Regions from separate parts of the Sus scrofa genome. Here region 1 is linked to region 2. The links are chromatin contacts, called in public Hi-C maps. All regions are on one chromosome and are shown on one strand. The core of a region is the stretch at or near the end of the contact, and the rest is flanking DNA. Distances in the headings are between cores, read along the strand shown. Region 1 holds the start of TARS2 (threonine--tRNA ligase, mitochondrial). Region 2 holds the start of PSMD4 (proteasome 26S subunit, non-ATPase 4).

Region 1 (4,128 bases), core at 56-2,555, 630 kb after region 2:
CCCTAGCCTGGGAACCACCATATGCCTCCAGCGCAGCCCTAAAAAGACAAAAAAAAAAAAAAAAAAAAAAAATCAAAAAAGATAAGCAGTCCATGGTAGGCCTCCCTCTCAACTGAAAATGGAGAAACTGAGGCAAAAAAAAAAAAATGCTAGAAATTCCCACTTAAACATCTCTTAGCAGCCCCTATATCCCAATAAGGAAGAAACGTACTGCTTTCCCCTCTGCAGAATCGAATGTCAGAAATCTGAGGTCAGAATCTTTTTCCAAGGGCCGTTCCAGATCATAAGGTTCTCCATTCACTACAGCAGCTACTGCAGTATCTGCCAGTTTTGAACTTCAACAGTGGGGGTGAGGATAAAAAAAGACAAGGTTACAAGCTACAGAGGAAGACAGGAACTAATCCTTAGCAACTCTAAACTTGCGAAGGGGAAATGTATTACCAGAACACTGGAATCTTTTCTTTTTTTTTCCCCTCAATGCATAATAGAGAAAGGTCAGAGACCATAAAACTAATGCAGATAAAAAGGAATATGCAGGAAAGGCTATCTTGATGGGGATGGAATAAACATGCAGAGTTCTTTCCCTGCTCAAGTAAACAAAGTACAGAGGTAGGTTTACCCGGTAGGTATAGAAGGCCTGGTACCTGATCTGCTGAGCTAGTTGGTAAGGGGTTGTGTTCCATGCCACAGCATCCACTTTCCTGCCTCCAGGAAGCGATACCTTAATAGCCCGGTGTTCCTTCTGCGCCATGCTTGCTAACTTCTTTACCTGGGCGGTCCATAGCTCCTCAAAAAAGCCAAGCCGCTCTACCAACCAGTGTGGAGGAGTGGGCACAGCTGCCTGGAGGAAAAGATGTTAGGAGGTAACACAGGTCCCAAAATTCCTTATTGAGCTTGGGGGTAGTGGGAAGTGAGAACATTTAAGTGGCCATGATCTTAAATCCCAGTCTTTAAAAAAAGAATGGGAGGTATAAGGCCCTAGGCTGGGAGTGCTACATTCCCCAGACGGCTACCCTAGGAAAAAGATGGCGTACCTAAGGGCTACGGTAGCCGGGTCCCGAACGTAGGGCGGGAGTAGGGGGTGTCAGATGGGGTTGAGAGCCTATACTTTGGGCTTCAGCTGCGCTAGGTCCGATGTGTTTCGGAACTTTTGGGTACCTCACGCACCGTGTGCAGCCCGCAGGCTTGTAACCCTGGGAGCCGAAGTCGCCGCCACCTCCGATACAGCCCCATGTTCCTTCAGACCCGTCACACAGCCTCAAATAAATGATCGCTCCTTCTCTTTTGTCGGATTCTTCATTGGCTGCTGGCCCAACAATACCCATGCCTATTGGTTGTTATAGCTGTCACTCCAGTCTGGCCCCACCTCCAGGAACTCCGAAGCGGTATACCCCACACAGCACAAGCAGCGGTGTGGGTGGTTCCGGGTGACCGGAAGACCTAAGCTGATGCACACAGGGAATTCCAGTACCTGCAGAGTTTCAGACCAAAGTAGCAGTAAGATATGCTGCGGCTTTAAGGACAGAAGCAGGGAAACTTAGAGAGTGGGAGAAAAACGGACCAGAAGGGGTTGTTATTTCCTTTTAACTCTAAGTTTTCTTTTACACAGGCTTCACCGGGATGTGAAGTGAAGGAAACAGGTAAGAGCATAAATCTGGAATGAGACAGACCTGGTATAAATCCTGGATCACTGCGTAATTTGGGGTAAATTAATTCCTTTTAAACTTCAATTTTCTCATCTGTAAAATGAGAATAATAATATCATTCTGGTAGTTCTCATGTGGCTTAACGAGTTAAGGATCCGGCAGTGGCCCGGGTTGGATCCCTGGTCTGGTAACTTCCACATGCCTCCGTGTGCAGCCAAAACAAACAAAACAAACAAACAAAAAACCCTTAACTGTTGAGGTTAATTTTATGTAAATCGTCTAATATACTGCATGGTCCACAGTAATCGGCAACAATAGCAACAATCCATGAGAAAAAATGAATACAACATATAACAGCTTTGAGGCTGGAGCAAAACAAAGACTTTAAGGCTGGAGCAAAACAAAAGCAGAGGGCACTCCTTGGAGTCCCTTCATACTCGGTGCTTAAAGAAGGACCTCTGAGACCTCTTAGACCGTACACATGAGGAATTTAAGATCAGAGAAGGTAAGTGATTTAAGATCAAACAGTAAGCACTGACGCTGGATTCTCAATCCAAGTCTTCTATTCTTCTACCACACCAGACTCTCTCTAGTAAGAATTTTATCCCCAATATAATTCCCCCACCACTTAAGAAAAAAAGTTCCTGACCCTAGAATCTTAGCTCTCTGCTTTCTACACAGGACCTTTGCCTCTCATTCCCATCCAAGCTCTCAACTTCCTTTATCCCTTCTCTCCCCTCTCCCTATATCTAGAACATAAGACTAGATATATTTGATTTGTTTTACACAGTGAAAAATGAAACACAGGAGTTCCTGCTGTGGCACAGCGAGGTAGGAATCCAACTGTAGCCACCTCAGGTGGCTGCAAAGACTCGGGTTCCATCCCCTGCCAGAGCAGTGGATTAAGGATCCGCCATTGCCACTGACGTGGCATAAGTCACAGCTGTGGCTGGGATTCAATCCCTAGCCTGGGAACTTCCATATGCCATGAATGTGGCCATAAATTAAAGGAGAAGGAAAGAAAGAAAGAAAAAGAAAAGAAAAATGACCAGATTTGTAGTAAAGTTTGAGGGAAATGCACTTGGGGACAGCTGTGAGGTTCTTGGTAATTCCCATTAGTCCCCTCACCTGGGGGTGGGGATGGTTGGTTCTCATGTTTCCAATGGTGATGGAATCAAGGATTGTGGAGGAAGAGCTTTCAGAGAAAGATGTTTAATCTAAGTTTCCAGAGGTTCTGTTCTGCGGGAGGCAGCTGTTGATCTTAGTCACAGGCACCACTCTGCATCTTGGCTCCATATTCTGGCATGTTAGACACCCTGAAATACAAAAAGAAATAGACAAGAGTGTGGAGGAGGAAGTTTACCTGTGTGTGTGTGTTTGGGAGAAGGTAGGTAGAATTTTTAAATGGCATTCAGAAAATGTGACAACAGGCAGAACTTTTCCCATGGCTCTGCACCAAAAGGGACAGGGGAGCTGTTACACTGCAGGCAACAAAATGGTAGATGCTCAATAAAGTTATTAAATTAAAAATGTACCAATCACTGTATTGACTTGAAACTCCAAAGGATACATATACTGACATACATGCTTTTAATCATTCTACTTTGTAAGGATAGTAGAGGTATGGTGGAATAAGTAGATTACACTGTTATGGGAGCTCCCTGCACTCATCCCTTAAACATGTAGTGACTGCTTACTGTGTGCAATCCCCTGGGTGATCAGGGGATGCCAATCAATCAACCACTGCATCATCACCTATGTAACCTATTTTGCAGTGGAGAGAAGGAATGTTATTCCATTCCTCTCTGTGTGGCAAGCAAGCCAGCAAGCAAGCAGGCAAGAGCAAGCTAGCTAAGGCCAACTCATTAATTAATCACTGGTTCTTCACAACTTCTGATTTGTGAATAGCATGTCTCAGCCTCAGAATTTTAACCCATTAGCCTTCCTGGGAAGTATCTATTCCTAAAACTACTCTTACCTTCCACCAGAATATCACTGAACAACTACTGTGTGCCAAGACTCGTGCTTCACTATCTCATTTAACTCCTAGAACTCCAACAAGCAGTAGCTCTTCTTAAAACTCCCTTTAAAATATTGCAAATGACCCTCAGAGAAGTCAAGCCCCAGTCCGTCTGAATCCAAGGCCTGTTTTATGCCATGCTATGTTGTCTCTCTGGGACCAGGATAATGATGATGCCTCTTATTTGGTAGCACATCTCCCTTTTTCTCTCCAAGGCATACTGCTTGGAGCCTTTGGGGCCTAAGAGGCCTTTAATATAAGGGGGAGAGAGATCCAATAAAAAGCCAAGAAGAGGCATCTCATCAAATATTCCCTACCACACTAAGATGAGTTTATGAAATAATGCCAGATTTCACAGAAGTCTAGGGAAAGGGGAATCCTCAGGAAAGGGTATCCTAGACCTTTAATCAATTTTGGGGAATTCTCAGTTTTATTCCACTTTTAAAATAGACATCTTGTTAG
Region 2 (4,126 bases), core at 414-2,913:
AAGAAAAATAGATGTTATTATTCTCATTTTTTTAAAAAAGTGAGAGATTTAATACATTCTCAAGAACATGTAGCTAGTCATGACCTAAAACAGAGGTTTTTGATTCCAAATCCTGTCCTCTTTCTACGTTTTTTTTTGTCCTTTTTTTTTTTTTTTTTTTTTTTTAGGGCTGCCCCCATGGCATATGGAGGTTCCCAGACTAGGGGCTGAACTGGAGCTGGAGCTGCCGGTCTACACCACAGCCACAGCAACACTAGATCCTTAACCCACTGAGCAAGGAGAGGGATCAAATCTGCATCCTCATGGATGCTAGTCAGATTTGTTTCCACTGAGCCATGATCGACAGCAGAGTCCCAGTTAAATTTGAATTTCAGGAGTTTCCTCTGTGGCTCAGCAGTTAATGAACCCGACTAGCATCCATGAGGACTTGGGTAGCATCCTGGCCACCCACAGTGGGTTAAGGATCTGTCACTGCCATGAGCTGTGGCGTAGGTCGAAGACGCAGCTTGGATACTGCAGTGCTGCAGCTCTGGCAGAGGCCAGGGTTACAGCTCCTACTGGACCCCTAGCCTGGGAACCTCCATATGCCGAGGGGAGGCCCTAAGAAGACAAAAGACAATAAAATAAAAAAATAAAAATAAATTTGAATTTCAGATAAACAATAACTTTTTAGTATAAGTATGTTCCACATAATATTTGAGATATACTTATATCCATTTTTAACATCAAAACATATTGCTTATTTGAAATTCAAATTTAAATGGGCAGCTTATATGCAATCTAGCAATGCTAACCTCCTGGCAGAGATACTCTTGGGTGTCTGTCCATCCAACTGGCTATTTGTTTGTGTTTGCGTACTAGTCTGTGTTTATTCTATGCTCACACTTAGAAGAAACTCCTGAAACCCTGCAAAAGTTTGTGTTCTCAGCTTCTAATCCGACTCCTAATAGCTACTCAGCCAAGTATGAGACTGATGAAGAGAGCTAGCTCACTGGATAAGAGCCCTTGTGTCAGATAATTCTGGGTTTAAATTTTAGCTCCACTACTTAATTAGCTGTGTGACTTTGTGTAAGTCATTTTAAAATTGACGAGACTCCGTATCCTCATCTGTAAAAGGGAGGGACTTTAAGTATAGTGAGGTTTAAGTGAAATAAAGTAAGTTAAACGCCTGACATTTAGAAAGCAACCTGTAAGCTGTACCTTTGAAGATGATACAGAGAAAGGCAATAGAGTTAGACACGAGTAAATGGGGACGGGGAAGGGATTTATCATCTCTTCCTAACATCCATCATTTAGAAGAGGAGGGCAGAAGACCATCAGGATGAGTCTGAGAGTCGAACTCTAGCTAAAGACGCTGGAATAGAGAAAGGCAGCAAGAATCGGCCGGTCAATGGCTGTACGCGGGCTGAGGATTAAAGGGGGACACCCGGGGCCTGTTCTCCGGGAACTAACTCCGGGGCCCGGGGATGACTCAGGGAGTCGATGCACCGCCTTCCTTCCCGGCCCGGGGCCTCAACTCGCCCATAAGGCCCCGTCCCCACCCCAGGCCTGCCCGGCCTCCGAGCTACACGCGCCCCCGACCCAGTCCCGCTGCCCCACAGGGGCCCGAAGTAGTTCCTCACCAAACCATAGTGCTTTCTAACACCATCTTGCCAGCTTTCTCCCTCCCCGACCGGTTCTCCTGGACCACCTAACAACAACTCCTCCAATTGGCCCAGCGTTCATCACCAATCATAGGTCTCTGATCGACCAACTGGTTCCGCCTCCATCCTCCGCGATGCGTTCTGGGAATTGTAGGCGCCGCCAAAATAAAAGGGATTGCAGTTTCCTTGTGGCTGAAGGGGTTAAGGATTCTTCCTCGTCACTGCAGCGGCTTGGGTGGCTGCTGTGGCGCTGGTTACATCCCTGGCCCTGGAAATCCACATGCAGCCGGCGTGGCAAAAAAGAAAAAAGACAAGTGCTATGGTTATGTCTGTTCCAGCATCATCTTTTAAAAATAATGGTGGGATGACTAGTGACTTTTCAGCTCCCCCTGTTCCCCATGGCACTTTGTTCGTCTAACTGCTAAACCCTTTTACCCCTGAATTGCATTTGTTTGTGTATCTAACGCTCCCTTTTCATTAAGAGCAGGAAAGTTGTCTTTTTTTTTTTTTTTTTTCCATTATAGCTGGTTTACATTGTTCTGTCAATTTTCCGATGTAGAGCAAGGTGACCCGTTATAGCACAATTTTGAAGCCAGGTGATGGGTACATGGGGAACTCATTATACTTTTCATTCTTCTTTTGCATACATTTTTTTTTTTTTTTTTGTCTTTTTTTGCTATTTCTTTGGGCCGCTCCCGCGGCATATGGAGGTTCCCAGGCTAGGGGTCGAATCGGAGCTGTGGCCACCGGCCTACGCCAGAGCCACAGCAACGCGGGATCCGAGCCGCGTCTGCGACCTACACAACAGCTCACAGCAACGCCGGATCCTTAACCCACTGAGCAAGGGCAGGGACCGAACCCGCAACCTCATGGTTCCTAGTCGGATTCGTTAACCACTGCGCCACGGCGGGAACTCCAGGAAAGTTGTCTTAATCACTTCTATCCCTGAGCCCACTACATAGCCTAACACATGGTAGGAATGCAGAAAAGTTTTTACAAATCAATAATTTTAACTAATCTCCCAAAGAATGGGAGATAACTTAGTCAACCATATTGGATTTTAATCAAAAATTCCATTTAAGGAGTTCCCGCTCTGGCGCAATGGGTTACGAATCCCATGCAGAGTTGCAGGTGGCTATGGAGGTGAGGAATCCATCCCCATCCCCTGGCTGCAGTGGGTTAAAAGATGCTGCATTACCCCCTGTAGCTTAGGTTGCAACTGCAGCGCAATTCAAATCCCTGGTGCAGGAAGTTCGGTATGCCTTGAGTGGCATCACTTAAAAAAAAAAATTTTTTTTTTTTTTTAAATGCTAGGAGTTCTTTTGTGTCCCAGTGGGTTAAGGATGAATCCGTTATTGGAGTTCCTTTTGTGGACCAGCGGAAACGAATCTGACTAGGAACCATGAGGTTGTGGGTTCGATTCCTGGCCTCCCTCAGTGGGTTAAGGATCCCGCCTTGACATTAGCTGTGGTGTACTCAGACCTGATGTTACTGTGGCGTATGCCGGCAGCTGTAACCCTAACCTGGGAACCTCCATATGCCGCGAGCGAGGCCCTAAAAAGAAAAAAAGAATGCAGCGTTATCAGTGCAGCGGCTTGTGTTGCTGCTGTTGTGAGGGTTAGATCCCTGGCCCGGGAACTTCCACATGCCTCCAACGGGGCCAAAAATAATAACCATTATTATAGTAATAAATAAAAATAAAAATGCTTGGAATTCTTGTCGTGGCTCAGTGGTTAACGAATCCGACTAGGAACCATGAGGTTGCCAGTTCGATCACTGGCCTTGCTCAGTGAGTTGAGGAGCCGGCATTGCCATGAGCTGCAGTGTCGGTCGCAGACTTGGCTCAGATCCCACGTTGCTGTGGCTGTGGTGTAGGCCGGTGGCTGTAGCTCCGATTCAACCCCTAGCCTGGGAACCTCCATATGCCCTGGGAGCGGCCCAAGAAATGGCAAAAAGACCAAAAATAAATAAATAAATAAATAAATAAAAGAAAATGCTTTGGCTTACATTCCTGCACATACACCAACGTAAAGGAATTCCAGGTCTCTAACTTGGAGGGGGGCAAGGATGGGGACAGAGATGTTAGATGGAGATGGTAAATTCGTCGTTACTACCTAGACGTTTTGTTTGTTTTTGTTTTGTTTCTGCTTTTTTTTTTTTTTTTTAGGGCCGCACCAGAAGCACATGGAGGTTCCTAGGCTAGGGGTCAAATCAGAGCTACAGCTGCTGGCCTACACCACAGCCACAGCAATGCTGGATCCTTAACCCACTGAGCAAGGCCAGGGATTGAACCCACCACTTCATTGGTTCCTAGTGAGATTTGTTTCTACTGCGCCACTATGGGGACTCCTGTTTTTGTTTCTTTTGTTCTTAGGGCCAAACCTATGGCATATGGAATCAAAGCCAGCCGCTCCTGGGCCTACACCACAGCCGCACAAGAAGGGATCCAAGCCACATCTGCGACCTACACCATAGCTTATGGC

The links. Hi-C and Micro-C count contacts between places; a contact is called where the count stands out from the background.
Region 1: a Hi-C map of heart right ventricle shows a contact between it and region 2, with 6 times the contacts expected there. The contact joins the promoter of TARS2 here to the promoter of PSMD4 in region 2. A contact is called at or near these places in 1 of 5 promoter capture datasets (liver) and 1 of 47 Hi-C or Micro-C datasets (heart right ventricle).

What each region holds. Positions count from the first base shown.
Region 1 is chr4:98,634,013-98,638,140 of Sscrofa11.1, forward strand. It overlaps TARS2 (threonine--tRNA ligase, mitochondrial), which reads right to left and starts at 1,306. Exons shown (of 18, transcript XM_003355197.4): 1 at 1,168-1,306; 2 at 645-841; 3 at 212-335. The coding sequence starts at 1,233.
Region 2 is chr4:98,002,981-98,007,106 of Sscrofa11.1, forward strand. It overlaps PSMD4 (proteasome 26S subunit, non-ATPase 4), which reads right to left and starts at 1,664. Exons shown (of 10, transcript NM_001044535.1): 1 at 1,623-1,664. The coding sequence starts at 1,648.